2 separate regions of the Oryctolagus cuniculus genome follow, and region 1 is linked to region 2. Evidence: chromatin contacts called from public Hi-C data. All regions are on one chromosome and are shown on one strand. Each heading gives the region's core, a stretch centred on a gene start, on an enhancer-like site or on the middle of the called end of the contact. The rest is flanking DNA. Distances are from core to core; before and after follow the strand shown. Region 1 overlaps XYLT1 (xylosyltransferase 1). Region 2 holds the start of XYLT1 (xylosyltransferase 1).

The links. Hi-C and Micro-C count contacts between places; a contact is called where the count stands out from the background.
Region 1: a Hi-C map of psoas muscle shows a contact between it and region 2, with 2.4 times the contacts expected there. The contact joins the enhancer-like site here to the promoter of XYLT1 in region 2. A contact is called at or near these places in 3 of 6 Hi-C or Micro-C datasets (ear pinna, psoas muscle and an unstated tissue).

What each region holds. Positions count from the first base shown.
Region 1 is chr19:20,514,262-20,520,598 of mOryCun1.1, reverse strand. All of the region lies in intron 5 of XYLT1 (xylosyltransferase 1), which reads right to left. Among named protein-coding and RNA genes, the nearest start is that of XYLT1, 280 kb to the right of the region's middle. Within about 2 kb of position 2,683, at least 1 of the 8 cell types and tissues checked has an H3K27ac peak or open chromatin away from gene starts, as enhancers often do.
Region 2 is chr19:20,232,751-20,239,116 of mOryCun1.1, reverse strand. It overlaps XYLT1 (xylosyltransferase 1), which reads right to left and starts at 1,750. Exons shown (of 12, transcript XM_070064777.1): 1 at 998-1,750. The coding sequence starts at 1,351.

The DNA.
Region 1 (6,337 bases), core at 1,434-3,933, 280 kb before region 2:
GTCTCTCTCACTGTCCACTCTACCTGTCAAAACAAAACAAAACAAAAGACTGCAGAACAGCCTGTAGAATGTGGTGTGGGAAGCAGCCCAGAGTAGGGACTGGCTCTGTGTCTCCCAGCCGGTACCAGAGGTAGGCACTGGCTCCCGGAGGGCCGTGGCACCACAGTGTGTCTCTTATGCACGTGTATGTAGTAACTCTGAGCACGAAGACTCACAGAAAGCAGGGCGCACCACTCGCAGGGCCCTCCAGCACCCAGGCACCCTGGCTGTGTGAAGAAGGCACAAAGCGGTGCAGCCAAGCAAGACCTGTCTGCTGGCAGCGGGTGATGGGCGAGAGGGGCCAGGACCTGCCCCGTCTCCGCTATGCAGAAGCTGAACACAGAACCAGCTGTGCTTCTCTGGATCCCTCCCTTCCGGCACTCTTGTTGCCCCGACGCCTTCCCAATGCGGGATGCTGGGAACGGCTCCTGGCCCAAAGGAAGGGCTCAGTCCACACTTGGAAGAAGGGTGGACAGACTCCCTGAAGGCCAAGAATGTGGTTAAGGTCACAGGTTAAGGTCAAGGTTACACACAGGAGTTTTGTGAACATCACGACTCAGGATCTCGCACTGACACTGCTGGGCACACACAGACCGCGGAAGGCACTGGACTGAGCCCTCCTGGACTGCAGTCGGCCAGCCTCTGCGGAGCAGACGAGGTCACGAGGGGCTGTGGAATCGGCAGGTTGAGGGTGGTAGGGATTGAGGCGCTTGTAAACTAAGTTCAGAATGGACCATGCTGCTCTTCCCTAATGTCTTCCTCTGGTGAGTACCTTGTGCGCACAGCTTCCTCATGTGCACATTTAATTTAAATACCACTTCGCTGCATCGTACAAAACAGTATTTATGACACCCAATGGATCATCTTTTTATTCTACAAGGGTAAAATACACGAAACATAAAACTTACCACTTAAACCCTTTTGAAGTGCACAGCGCACTGGTATTGAGCACATTCACATTGTTGTGTAATCATTCATTTCCAGAATTCTTTTCATCTTGCGAACCTGAAACTCTACCCATGAAACAGTAACCCTTCGCTCTGTCCCTGAGAGTCTCGCTACTGTGTGTGTGCGCACTGCTCTATGTGCTGTATAGGAACGCACGTACCTGGGGCACATGGAGTGTCTGCCCTTCGTGCACGGCTGTCTTCCCTGAGTACAACGTCCCCAGGGGCATCCACGTTGCAGCAGGCATCAGAATTTCTTTCCTTTTCGCGACTGCATACCCTCCCACCTGGCTGTAACACTCAGGCTTTTCTTACACTGGATGCAAGAAAAGCAACAGTGACCACTGCGCTGTCTATTTCCAAAATAAGCTAGGCGACAAGGGGGCCATCATCCTGGCTTCTGGGACTTCTAGGCTTTCGGGACACAGAACTTTTGGTTCTAAAATCAGATGGTCCCCAGGCAGCCCAAGATGAGGTGGTGACACCGGACAGAAGGGTCCACAGGGAGTGCAGCCGCAGGATACGTGTCATGTCCCATGGGTGCTAAAAGCTGATCCTTCCGCGATGAGCCCAGCTGTACAGAAAGCCACCATGGTGGGAGGCCAACTGTCACCCTTTCCTGTGCTTTTAAAGCCATTGTTCTAGAAGCTCAGATTACAGCCAGACAGTGAAGCAAACACCAGCAGCAGCAACATCTAACACTCGCATGCCCACTACGTGGTGCCACACACTGTTTCAAGCACTCTGCATCTATCAGCCCACTGAATCCTGTGCAACCCCAGGAAGTACGTGCTGGGATATTTATATCTAATTTACAATGACAGAAATGGAACTATATTATACATATATATGATTCTTGACGCTGTGATAAATTCTGTTGTCCTGTGCCATCAGTACACGGAGGTCAGCGTCACAGGATGGCACAGCCAATCCCCTCGTGATGGGCTCGGAGGCTGCCTGCATTTTCTGCCTCTTACAGATGCTGCTCCCATGAATGTCCCTGCGTGAGCCTCCCCCCAGTTCCTAGAAGTGGAATTCTTCACTTGAAGGACAGACATTATAAAGGTGCCTCTGTGCCCTTGGAAAGACACACCATATGGAACAAGGCCTCCTCGAGAGCTGAGGGCACAGCCGGGGCTCGCGCCCTTGCCCAGGAACCAGGCTGTCTGGCTGCCAGGAATGTGGGGAAAGAGGAGATTGCAAAGGGGATGGAGGGGGGTGTGTTCTGGAAAGACCTGGCTCCTGGCTGTCAGGGTGGGCTTTCTTGGATAGGGTGGCCAGGCCTGGGCAGGGCCTTTTGTCTTTCCCAGAGTACCAGCCACCAATGGGACTCTGGAGGGGAAAGGGACCTCACCCAGATGTGCACATGACCTCTGTCAAACAACAAGGGGGTGGGTGGAGGGGCAGAATGACACACCCCCGCATCTGGGCCAGCTGGAGTCCATCTGTCAGCTAATAGGACCAGGACTGCACCTCGGACGTCACACATCTAACTCGGTTCTGCTCCCCCAGGATCTAGCACACAGCAGGCACTCACCACTCACTCCCTGACATGTGTAACAAGGGCCCACGTGGAGCTCTGGCTCACAAGGCTCATCTCTGCGTTGTGCCCCACAGGGAGGGCTCAGTCCACCCTGGCTTGAAGGATGAACAGACTCCCTGGAGGCCAGGAGCGCCCTCATTCACTTCAGTCTCTGCGCCTGCGCCCATCCCATTCTCTCTGCCAGGAACGCTCCTCCCAGGTCTTTCCAGGTGAACTGGGGGAGACTTGAGGGAGGCAAGGAACCCCAGGGTCAGAGTGCTCGTGAGACAACAACGGCGGCTGCAGAAGCATCTCCCTCTGCTGCCGACCCAGTGTCAAGTGCTTGTCCTCCTCTGACCCCTCGGGAGCCCTCCCAGCAGATGCTGGCTGCCAGGTGCGTGGGGCAGGGCTGGAAGAGCTTCGATGGCCTGTCTACAGTCTCCAAGTGCACCCGAGGGCCAGAGCCCGCGCACTTTCCAATCTCACTCTCCTCCTCGGGAGTAAGCTTCAGGAATGTGAAATTCCCTTTCTTTACAAACAGAGCCAGGAAACACACACAGTACACTGCCATCACCCTCTCAAGCCATTTCTCGTCAAAGGGACGGACGTCAGACGTACGCTGCCCATTGGGAGGTGACACGGGTGAGACCTCTGTGCAGGGTGCGTGCCCCGCTCCTGTGCCTTTTCCCACCTCTGCTCCATCTCAGGAGTGCATTCAGCGCCACGGCCCCCCCCTGGCTTACTGGGGGTGGGAGAGAGGGAGGGAGTGGACACATGGCCATTAGCCTTGGTGCTGCACAAAGCAAGTCCAGGATTGCAGAATGACACTGAAGAAAGATCAAGTTCAGGGCTCTCTGGAGAAAAGGCAAGAGCCAAAGAACTGGAAATACGGCAAATCCCTGGTGTGAGTGCCGTCCAAGCATACAGAGGGACTCATTCTTGCTGAGATAAGGAGAAAATGCATGGAAAATTCTAGTCATCACATTCCTTCCTGGACCCCCAGGCTTGACCACAGCCGCTGCTGGGCCCAGAGGAAAAGCGAACTGGAGAAAATGCTGCCCCAGCCGCAGGCTCTGTCTCATGTGCCCTCCAGGAAGCAGCTGCAGGATCCTCTGAGAACAGACGTCTGATCATGTCACCTCTTCCACCTAACGTCTTCAATGGCCCCTCGCCACCTGCAGGACCACTGCCTGACTCCTGAGCGAGGCACACAGGCTGCTAACAATTTGGCGCTGCCTGCTGCATCTCTGGGATTACTTGTACTTTTCTAAACACTGAGTGCTCCTGTGTCACTCTACGGTTTTGTAAGCTGTGACTGCTGTCCTGGGAGATCTGACTGCCCACTTTCTGGACAGGTCAGGCCATGGAGAAGCAGTGGATGAGGTGCAGGGGTCCCTGTCCTCCAGCAGGGCACAGTGAGACCAAAAGGAAGCCAAAACCAGTCAGGTCCACATGCTATACAGACAACAGACAAACTGGAGCACAGATCAGTTCCATGACAAAGACAAAGTGGTCTGAGGCCCCTGCAGGACAGGGGTCTCTGTACAGACCCACAACAAACTGGAGAACCACCTGGATGATAAAACCCATCCCTTTTAACTGGATTTGCTTTTTCATTACTGGCCCAAACGGTGCAGGTCTGAGAGACGCTGACTGCATTTGGAGGGACCGGCAAGCCATCTCTCCTCGCCTAAACGCTTTTGCAGAACATTTGTGAGAACACGTTTTTCATTTCAGACACACATAAGCCATTCTTAAGAGGCAGTTTATCTGACGTTCCATCAATGAGCACTCCGCGCACATCAGGCCTTTCACCAGACAGCTGTAATGGAAAGGTGAGTGACAAGAATTGGCACCAGGAGGCCACGTTGGGTCCTGGGTGAGGCAGCGTGAACAAGGAGCTGGCTCGACATTCAGCCTGGGGTGTGTGCGCCTGTGTCTTTGCATGTATGCACGCGAGTCTGACTGCACTTCCATTCTCTGAAACGTAGCCATCTTCCTATTCCACAAGACATCTCAAATGAGAACATTTGGTTACCCAAACTCTGCATTCCCATACGATGACTGATGACAGCCAGCTATCTGGTCTTTGAGTGCAAGGGGAGGTCCTCGGGGGAGGACGACAGAAGAAAGTCTCTGAAAAGCAGATGTGATTGAAGCGGGAAAAGCCAACACCTGGCTACAATGAAAGACGTTTTCCGACAGGTGTCTGCAGGAACTTCTGTGATCTCCGCCGTGGAACTGCTGTTTGATTTTGAGCAAATTTCTCAAGCTCACTGGGCCTGGAGTTTCCTAATTTGCCAAATGGGAGTAACACTGTTCTGAGTTGCCTGTGTGTCGTGCAAATGGCCCACAGCAGGTGCTCAGTCTCAGTATGAGAGAGCCACTGGGAAGAGTTTCCATATTCTTAGCTGCATAGGCAGCACGCAAGGCATCACCCATTCCTCTATGTAGCCTCCTGCCAAGGTATGACATTTTAGATCTCACACCAGTGTTCCCAGTTTGTTGTGGGTCTGTACAGAGACCCCTAAATGACCCCTAAACTATGCTGGGCTGTATACTGAAAGCTCAAGTTCCCCTCGTGTTTGTGGCTGAGAATATACTGTGTGTACTATTCACACTCCACTGGGTATGTACAAATAATGACCACGGCCATTACAATCTATCTGTTACGATTCCCCCACACCAGTGTCCCTAACATACCAACTGACGATGCGGTCAAAGTCACGGGGACCTGGGAACATGGGGAGGAGGACTGAGTTCCGGTCCTACCACTTACTGGCTAGTGACCTTGGGCAGGTCAGGTCAGCTACTTCCTGTTCAACTTGCTCATCTTTACACCCGTAAGAGATAACAATACCTACTTCATGGAGTGGCTTGCAAATTTAATGAAGCAAAAGGGAACTCTCTGCTGGCTGCAACTGGAAAATTCTAACTGAGGCAGAAATTAGGACCAGAAGTAGGGAAATGAATGTGGGGCGGGAAACAATGAAAGAGATCCACCACGGGTTCTGTGATCTTGCCCAGAGAGTGCTAGACTGTTGGCTGTTATCATTATTGCTGTTACTATTATTATTCCTACTTCGATGGACTGGAGGCTGTGCCGTACTAGCGACAGGATATAGCAACATCCTCCAGCTCCCAGAACTTCAGGGTTGGGTCAGTTTGAATCTCAGCTCCGGGATGGGACTGAGCTCTAAAGGTAACTGACTCTGTCACTGATCACCTCATTCTCCTTGGGCCGCCTGCCAGGTTCTCTAGCCTGTCTGCACTGGACGAGGTCAAATGCATTGCTACGCACACAGGAAGACACATAACCCTCTACGGAAAGTCAAACACGGTAACCACCTGTGGTACAGAACCACTGCTTGAGAGAGGCAGGTCCTGGAGGGTCAGGAGGTGCTGCACCCAGCATTTTCTTGCTCAGAGATTTCCAAGGCTGTCTGTTCATCTCAGAGGGCCGATGGAGGACTGTTGAAAACAGAAGACACAGCTTGGGTGGGCGCTGCTGCACAGAGGGGTCAAGTCACCGCTGGGACACTCCCAAGTCATATCAGAGTCATGGGCTTGAGTTCCATTTCCACTCCAATCCAGCTCCCTGCTAATGTGCAACCTGGAAAGCAGCAGGTGATGGCTCAAGTGCTTGGGTTTCTGCCACCCACACAGGAGACCCCGGTTGAGTTCCAGGCTCCTGGCTTTGGCTTGGTACAGCCATGGCTGTTGTTGCAGGCATTTTGGGGAGTGAGCCAGTGGATGGATGGCACCTCTCTTTCTCTCTCATAAACAAATTAAAAAAAAAAAAACAGAAGACATATACATTAAGATCAAA
Region 2 (6,366 bases), core at 501-3,000:
TTCAGTGAGGGCTCCCAACGTGACACACGGCAGGGACAAGCGCTTGGTCCCTAAGGAAGCTGAAGTCTCACAGGCACACACACCGCCCCGTGTCTGATATCCTTCAGATTCCAGGCAAATCCCTGCAGGCAGGCAAGTGGCATGCTCCAGACAGACACCCAGCACATCAGCTGTGCCTGAAGACAGAGGCTCACACCCACCTGCCTGAGCTGAGTGAGACCCTGGCCCGCTGCCTGCTCTCAGGAAGGAGGTGTGAAGGGCATCCCTGGAGAAGTTGGAGACAGGGAGGAAGGCCAAGAAGCGGAAGGACCCCAGACGGGCTTCGCCAGACAGGTTCAAAGCTAAACCGTTCACATACCAGAAGGGCGGGATGGAGGGACACAACACACACAGGACAGAGAGAGGGAAGTGGCTCGCAGAAGTGAAGGGCCATGTCCCAGAATTGGAAACGAAGAGGAGGTAAAAAGAAAGAGACAGAGACAGAGCGAGCGAGCGAGCGAGCGAGAGATGGGAGAACATGGTTGGAGATAGAAGGTTCAGCTGGCCACCAAGGGGACACACGACACCCAGAGTGAGCCCAGGTATCCCCGACTGAGTCTTGATTCAGGGGCGTGCACCCCAGCCTCCACACCAGGCCAGAGCGAGCAGGGGACTCAGCTGTCTGCACCCAACTCGGCAAAGAGATGCAGCTGCGGGAGCCACCCCTGAGCAGCGGCTGAGGCTCCGGGCGCGATGCACACACCAGGCAGCGAGCGTCGCACCAGCAGCCCCACGCGTGCTACACAGGTCAGGGCAACCGCCAGGCACCCGGAGAACAGAAACCCCAGCTGGCTCCGGTCACCTCCCAGGGCGCGTCCCCTGGAAATAACTTCCCCAGACCCCCAGCAGCAGTCCTCAACCGGCAGGGGCCCCAGGGGATATGAGGAGAGCCGGCACCAGGGTCCAAGGGCTGCCCTCCCGCCTCCCCGCGAGGTGCCAGCCCAGAGGGGGATCTTACCAGTGCCCGGGAGGGCAGTGCCCCGCGGCGGGCCGGAGGCTGCGCCCGCGGATCTCCGGGGCCGCCTCCCCGCGCCCGCGGCCCCCGTCCTCCTCCTCCGCCGCCGCCGCCGCCACCTCCTCGGGCTGCAGCCGGCTCGGCGGGCAGGTCCCGGCGCTCCCGGTGCGGGGCCGGGGCCGGGGGCGGCTGCTCGGCGCCGCCGGCTGCTGCGCCCGCACGGCGCTCGCCGGCCCCGGAGTCGAGGCTGCTGAAATTCCACACGATCAGCGTCTGCAGCAGCAGCACCGTGAGCGCCGCGAGCAGCGCCGAGTGAGAGCGCCGGGCCAGCCTCCGGGCGCACGGCGCCGCCACCATCTTCGGAGCACGGCGGGCGAGCGGGGCGCGGGGACCCCCGGCGCGCTCCGGGCTGCCCCCGCACTGCCCGCGGCTCCCGCTGCCGCCGGCTGCTGCTCGGGCTCCCACTCGAGCCGCCGCCGCCTCGGCTCGCCGCGCTCCTCCTCCTCCGCCGCCGCCGCCGCCGCCACCGCCGCCTCCACCGCCGCGGCGCGGAGTTTTCAGACGGGCAGGGACCCGGACGTCACCAGGAGGAGGGGAAGGCTGGGAGGCGGGAGCCGGAGGCCGCGGTGGGGGCGGCGGGAGCGCGCGCGCGCGCGCGTGCGGGGCCGGGGCTCCAGAGGAGGGGGCGCGTAGCCCGCGCGGCTCCCCTCTCCCCTACACTCTGGTCCCAGCCAGGAGGGGCGGGCGATGGGGCAGGGCAGGGGCCGGGTGCCCCTGGGCTGGGGCAGAGAGAGGCGGGGCTGGGGGCGGAGCCGAGGTGCGGAAGGGAGGAGGGAAAGGGGAGGGCGGCGACTGGGGCAGTTGAACACCTCCAGCACCGGAGTGGGAACGCGGAGGAGGGCCGGCGGCGGCGAGGACAGTGGGGCAGCTCGGGAGCGGGTGGGCTCGCTCCACATCCAGGGCGTCTGGAAGCGGCGGGTCCGGAGAGCTGCCTTCCCGAGTGGCGAGCAGGCGGGAGGCGGGTGAACAGAGCGGGGCTTTTTGCCCGGAGTTTGCCGTCCCGGCGGCGAGTGGAGGCGAGAGGCCAGGACCCCAGCCACCCGGGGTCCCAGCTGGACCCCTGGATCCCAGCTGTTAGGGTGGGAAGAGGCTTTGCCTAGCGCCTGGGATTGATGCGCGCCAGCGCGTGAGTGACTCCTGAATCACACGCCCACCCCTGGCGGAGTACTCGGCGCTCACTGAGTCACTGCGCTGGTCCCTGCGGACTCACGAGGCAACAGACTCCATGCCCGGCAAAGTGCTTTAGTGTGAAAAAGGAGACCCGTGGGCTTTCCTTCGCAGGCTGAAAGCCCCGGAGTTCGTGCCCCGCACTGCACCCACCCGGAAGCCCGCCTTCTGCCTACACATGGCTCACTCCTGGGGAATGGGTCTTGTCCTTTCCAGTCCTGGCCCCTCTTTCCTGGTGACCTTGAGCGGGGAGGGCTCCTCCTAGCCTGAGCTGCCTCTTCCCAGCTCCAGCTGCATCCCCAGCAGGCCCTGAATCAATGCATCCGGTCTTTCCCGCCCCTGTTCTCCGGTCCAGGGTTTTGCATGCAGCCACGCGGGATGGGGTTGGCAACCTGTGCAGGACTTGCACGCCCTGTGGGAATGCAGCACATCAGGTCCACGGTGCTTTTTGACCTCATCCTGATTTTAAGGGAAGCCAGTGGAGTGCAAAGAGGATCCACTAGAGAGCGAGGTAGGGAGTGATGATCAGGTCATCGCCTCCACAAGCATCCATGAACACTAACCTGTGTCACACAGCCGGCCAGGCTCAGCGCTCCAGACGTGAGCCAGCACTGAGCTCCCCTCCCCCGAGCAACTGCACGCAGGTGTCAGTTACTGAACTTTAGTGGAACTGGGACAGGCGTCTGACCCGCTAGTTAAGACCCCATGCGGGATGCCTGAGTCCCATGTTGGAGTCCCTGGTTCAAGTCCCAGGTCCTCTTCTGATTCCAGCTTCCTTCTAACAGGCTCCTTTGGAGGTAGCAGAAGATGGCCCAAGTGGTTGGGCCCCTAGCACCCATGTAGGAGACCTGGATTGAGTTCCATCCTGGCTTTGGCCTGGCCCAGCCCTGGCTGTTAAAGGTGTTCAGAGTATAAAGCAGTGGATGGAAGATCTCTTTCTCTCCCCCTCTCCCTTTCAGATAGTAAACAAATAAAAACTTTTAAAGATTTATTTATTCATTCAAAATGCAGAGTTTGGGGGGGTGGAGACACAAGAGAGATCTTCCATCTGCTGGTTTACTCCCCAAATGGCCACAACAGCCAGGGCTAGGCCAAGCCAAAGCCAGGAACCAGGAGCTTCTTACAGGTCTCCCATATGGGTGCAGGTCCCAAGGAATTGGGCCATCCTCCACCACCTTCCCAGGCACATCAGCAAGGAGCTGGATTGGAAGTGGAACAGTCAGGACTCAAACCAGCACCCATACAGGATGCCAGCATTACTGGTGGTGGCTTAGCCCACGACACCACAACACCGGACCCAACAAAATCTTTTAAATGTAATGAGGCTGGCATCACTACAGGGACATGCCCAAAGTTCTTAAGGTTCACCAGAGAGAGGAAGGTACTGGAGTGACCCCCAGGAAAATGTTTTCTGGACCCATGCATCTTAGCCAACCGACTTCCCTGAACTAGGAGTGCCGGATGCAAACTCGATGGGATTCCTAGCTCCTGACCAGAGGGAGCCTTCGGAGTATCTACAGCCTGGCCCAGTAGGTTCAGCGCGTCTACTGAGGAATGGGATAGAGGCACACAGGCCAGCTCCCAGGGCCACCAGTCTCCTGCCACCTCTTTATCAGGTGGGAATCTTTGGATTGCAAGCAAGAAAACACCCCTCTTAAAAAGTAGACTTTACTGGATTGTACAACTGAACATTCCAGAGCAGACTTCAGGTGAGGTCCGATCCAGCTGCTCAGAACCACCACTTAGAACTCCCTTCCCTTCCGTATCTCCTCTCTTCCTTCCATGGGTCCTCTCCTCATGTCACAGATGTGTGCCCTCAGTAGCTGAGACTCCTTGCACCACATGCACATTTCTAATGCGGGGAAAGGAGAGTCAGTATTCCCCAGGATTCTCTGCTCAGGTCCACCCCTAAACCGATCACTGTGGCTAGAGAGAGAGAATGTGCTGATCAGCTTGGCCAACGGCCCGTTCTTCACCGCTGGCACTGGCAGGAAGCCAACTTCCCTGCAACCACTTGGGTGCTCCCTGGGGCTCAGGGTCTGACAGCAAAGAGGCAGTGAGTAGGGGAGGCAGCCCTAGCCTCTCTCCTGCCACACAACCTTGAGCTGTCCCCTCCCCACCAGGGACCACTGCTTCTTTAGTGCCACAGGAGTGGGTGGATGACTTGGTCCCCAAGAGCCATCAGGTCGCCAGCTCTCTCCCTTGGTGTCTAAACCATGTCCCGATCCCAGCATCCCAGTAGGGCCTCCTCTGGGACTCTTGGCAGCCCTGCCTCTGGCCCATCTCTGCTTCCAGGTCTCTGCTGCATTTCTTCCCTGAGCAACAGTGATGTCATCTGCTTCCTCCATGAGACACATTTAGCCACAGTCCTCTTAAGAGGCTTAAGAGAGAGGTTAAGGATCCAGGGCCCCAAGTCCCTGGAGGGGAGAGAGAGAGAGGGTTGTTTATCTTAACTCATAAAACACCACCAAGAAGGAGGTTTAAACCCTCAGGCAGGTTATGGATGCCATCAACAGTTTATGTGATGTTTCTAGGATGAAAAAATCATCTGAAGTGGAAGAGCAGGAAGGCAAGCTCCCGGGGGCACCAGGTCCTTCCTCCTGCCCCAAGTCAGACCCCAAGCGTCTTCCCCAAAGTGAGGCCAAGCAGCAGGCGGCTTGGGTGGGCGTGTACTTTGGCATATGTGAAATGCCCAGCTCAGTTCATGGGGCGCACTGGTGCTGTGCGTAGTGCCTGAGCCCCTGGGAGCAGGGTGTGGGCGTCATGTGTCCCTAAATCAAACCAAGCACAAAGAGCCTTTTCACATTAGGAGAGTTCTGCCTTTAGCTCTCAAGGTGGCACAATGTGAGACAGGCAGAGTGGGGTGTGTACAACAGAGCAGAAAGTACCGCCTAGGACTCCGGCTGTAGCCCTGGCCACAGCAGTGACTCTCAATTCTCAAAGATTTCTCCATTACTCAACAAAGATGCACTGGACCCTGTTACACGCTGGGCAAGCAAACTACAGCATGACGTAGATTCTCTAGCGAAAATCTGTTTTTAAATATGGTTCCCATGCTCGCTTGACTGACAACCGGGGTTCTAAAGAAATTCCAACTGATGTGTGGGATTCCCTCCCTACCCACACCCCCAAATCTTGTCTCATCATCACTTTCCAGTGGAAAGAGGGGGCAATCAGTTAAAGCGTGATTTTGAGCTCCTGGACAGGCCCAGCTGTGAGCTAGGGGTATTGAGGGAGATCAGGAAAAGAGGGGTCTTCAGGCCCCAGGAGTGGCCAGGAGGTCAGGGCAGCAGGAGAGGGGTGTGGGCAGGAAGAGCAGTCAGTGTGTGGAGTGGACAAGAGCCCGAACACCCAGGACAGACCCCCAGCTCTGCTACTTTCTCGCTGACACATTCTGCACCAGTTAACTTCTATGCCTCAATGCCTTCAGCCGCAAAACGGGGCTGATCATAAGGCTTATCTTATAGCTTGCTTGTGAGGATGAAATGAGATAATTCTTATCATGAGTTTCATAATATTAGATATCGGTGGGCTGTAAATTAAGAGTGTCCCAAGATATCAGAGAGAAAAAAAAAAGTAGTCAAGGAAGGCTACCTGGAAGAAGGGGCACTCAATCCAGGATAGAAGAGTGCAGTTACTCCAAGGGCCAGGAGTTCATGTCATTCGTCTCTACCATCTCTGGCACTTGACACCGCAGTGCAGGGCCCAGAGTAAACCTTGTCTGTGAAATGAACACCTGTTATGGGGTGGGGGCAGCAGAACAGCTGGTGGATTGGAACCCAGCCTCTAGCACCAACTCGTGACACTGAACTGTGCGATTGGAAGCAGGATGCTTGACAGCACTGAAACTCAACGTCCGCTCCTAGACGGTGAAGAAAAACCACGTCTGGGTGTCTGCAGGCTTTGGGGATGGGCAAGGGCACAGGTGAGTGTGGACAGCAGCCTGTCCCCTGTTTTATATAAGCGGCTGGCCCGGGCAGCAGCAAGCAGGGTGGAAGGCCTGTCCGCCTGGGGCTTTCCTGTCCTCCCCCGCAGCAGCGCCGCCCCAGGACGCCGCAGTGCAGGGGCTCAACACGCAGCCAACAGTAGCCTCAGAGTCCACTCTGGCCAAGTGCATGGTTTTGCTGCTTTTCCTTGAAAATCGC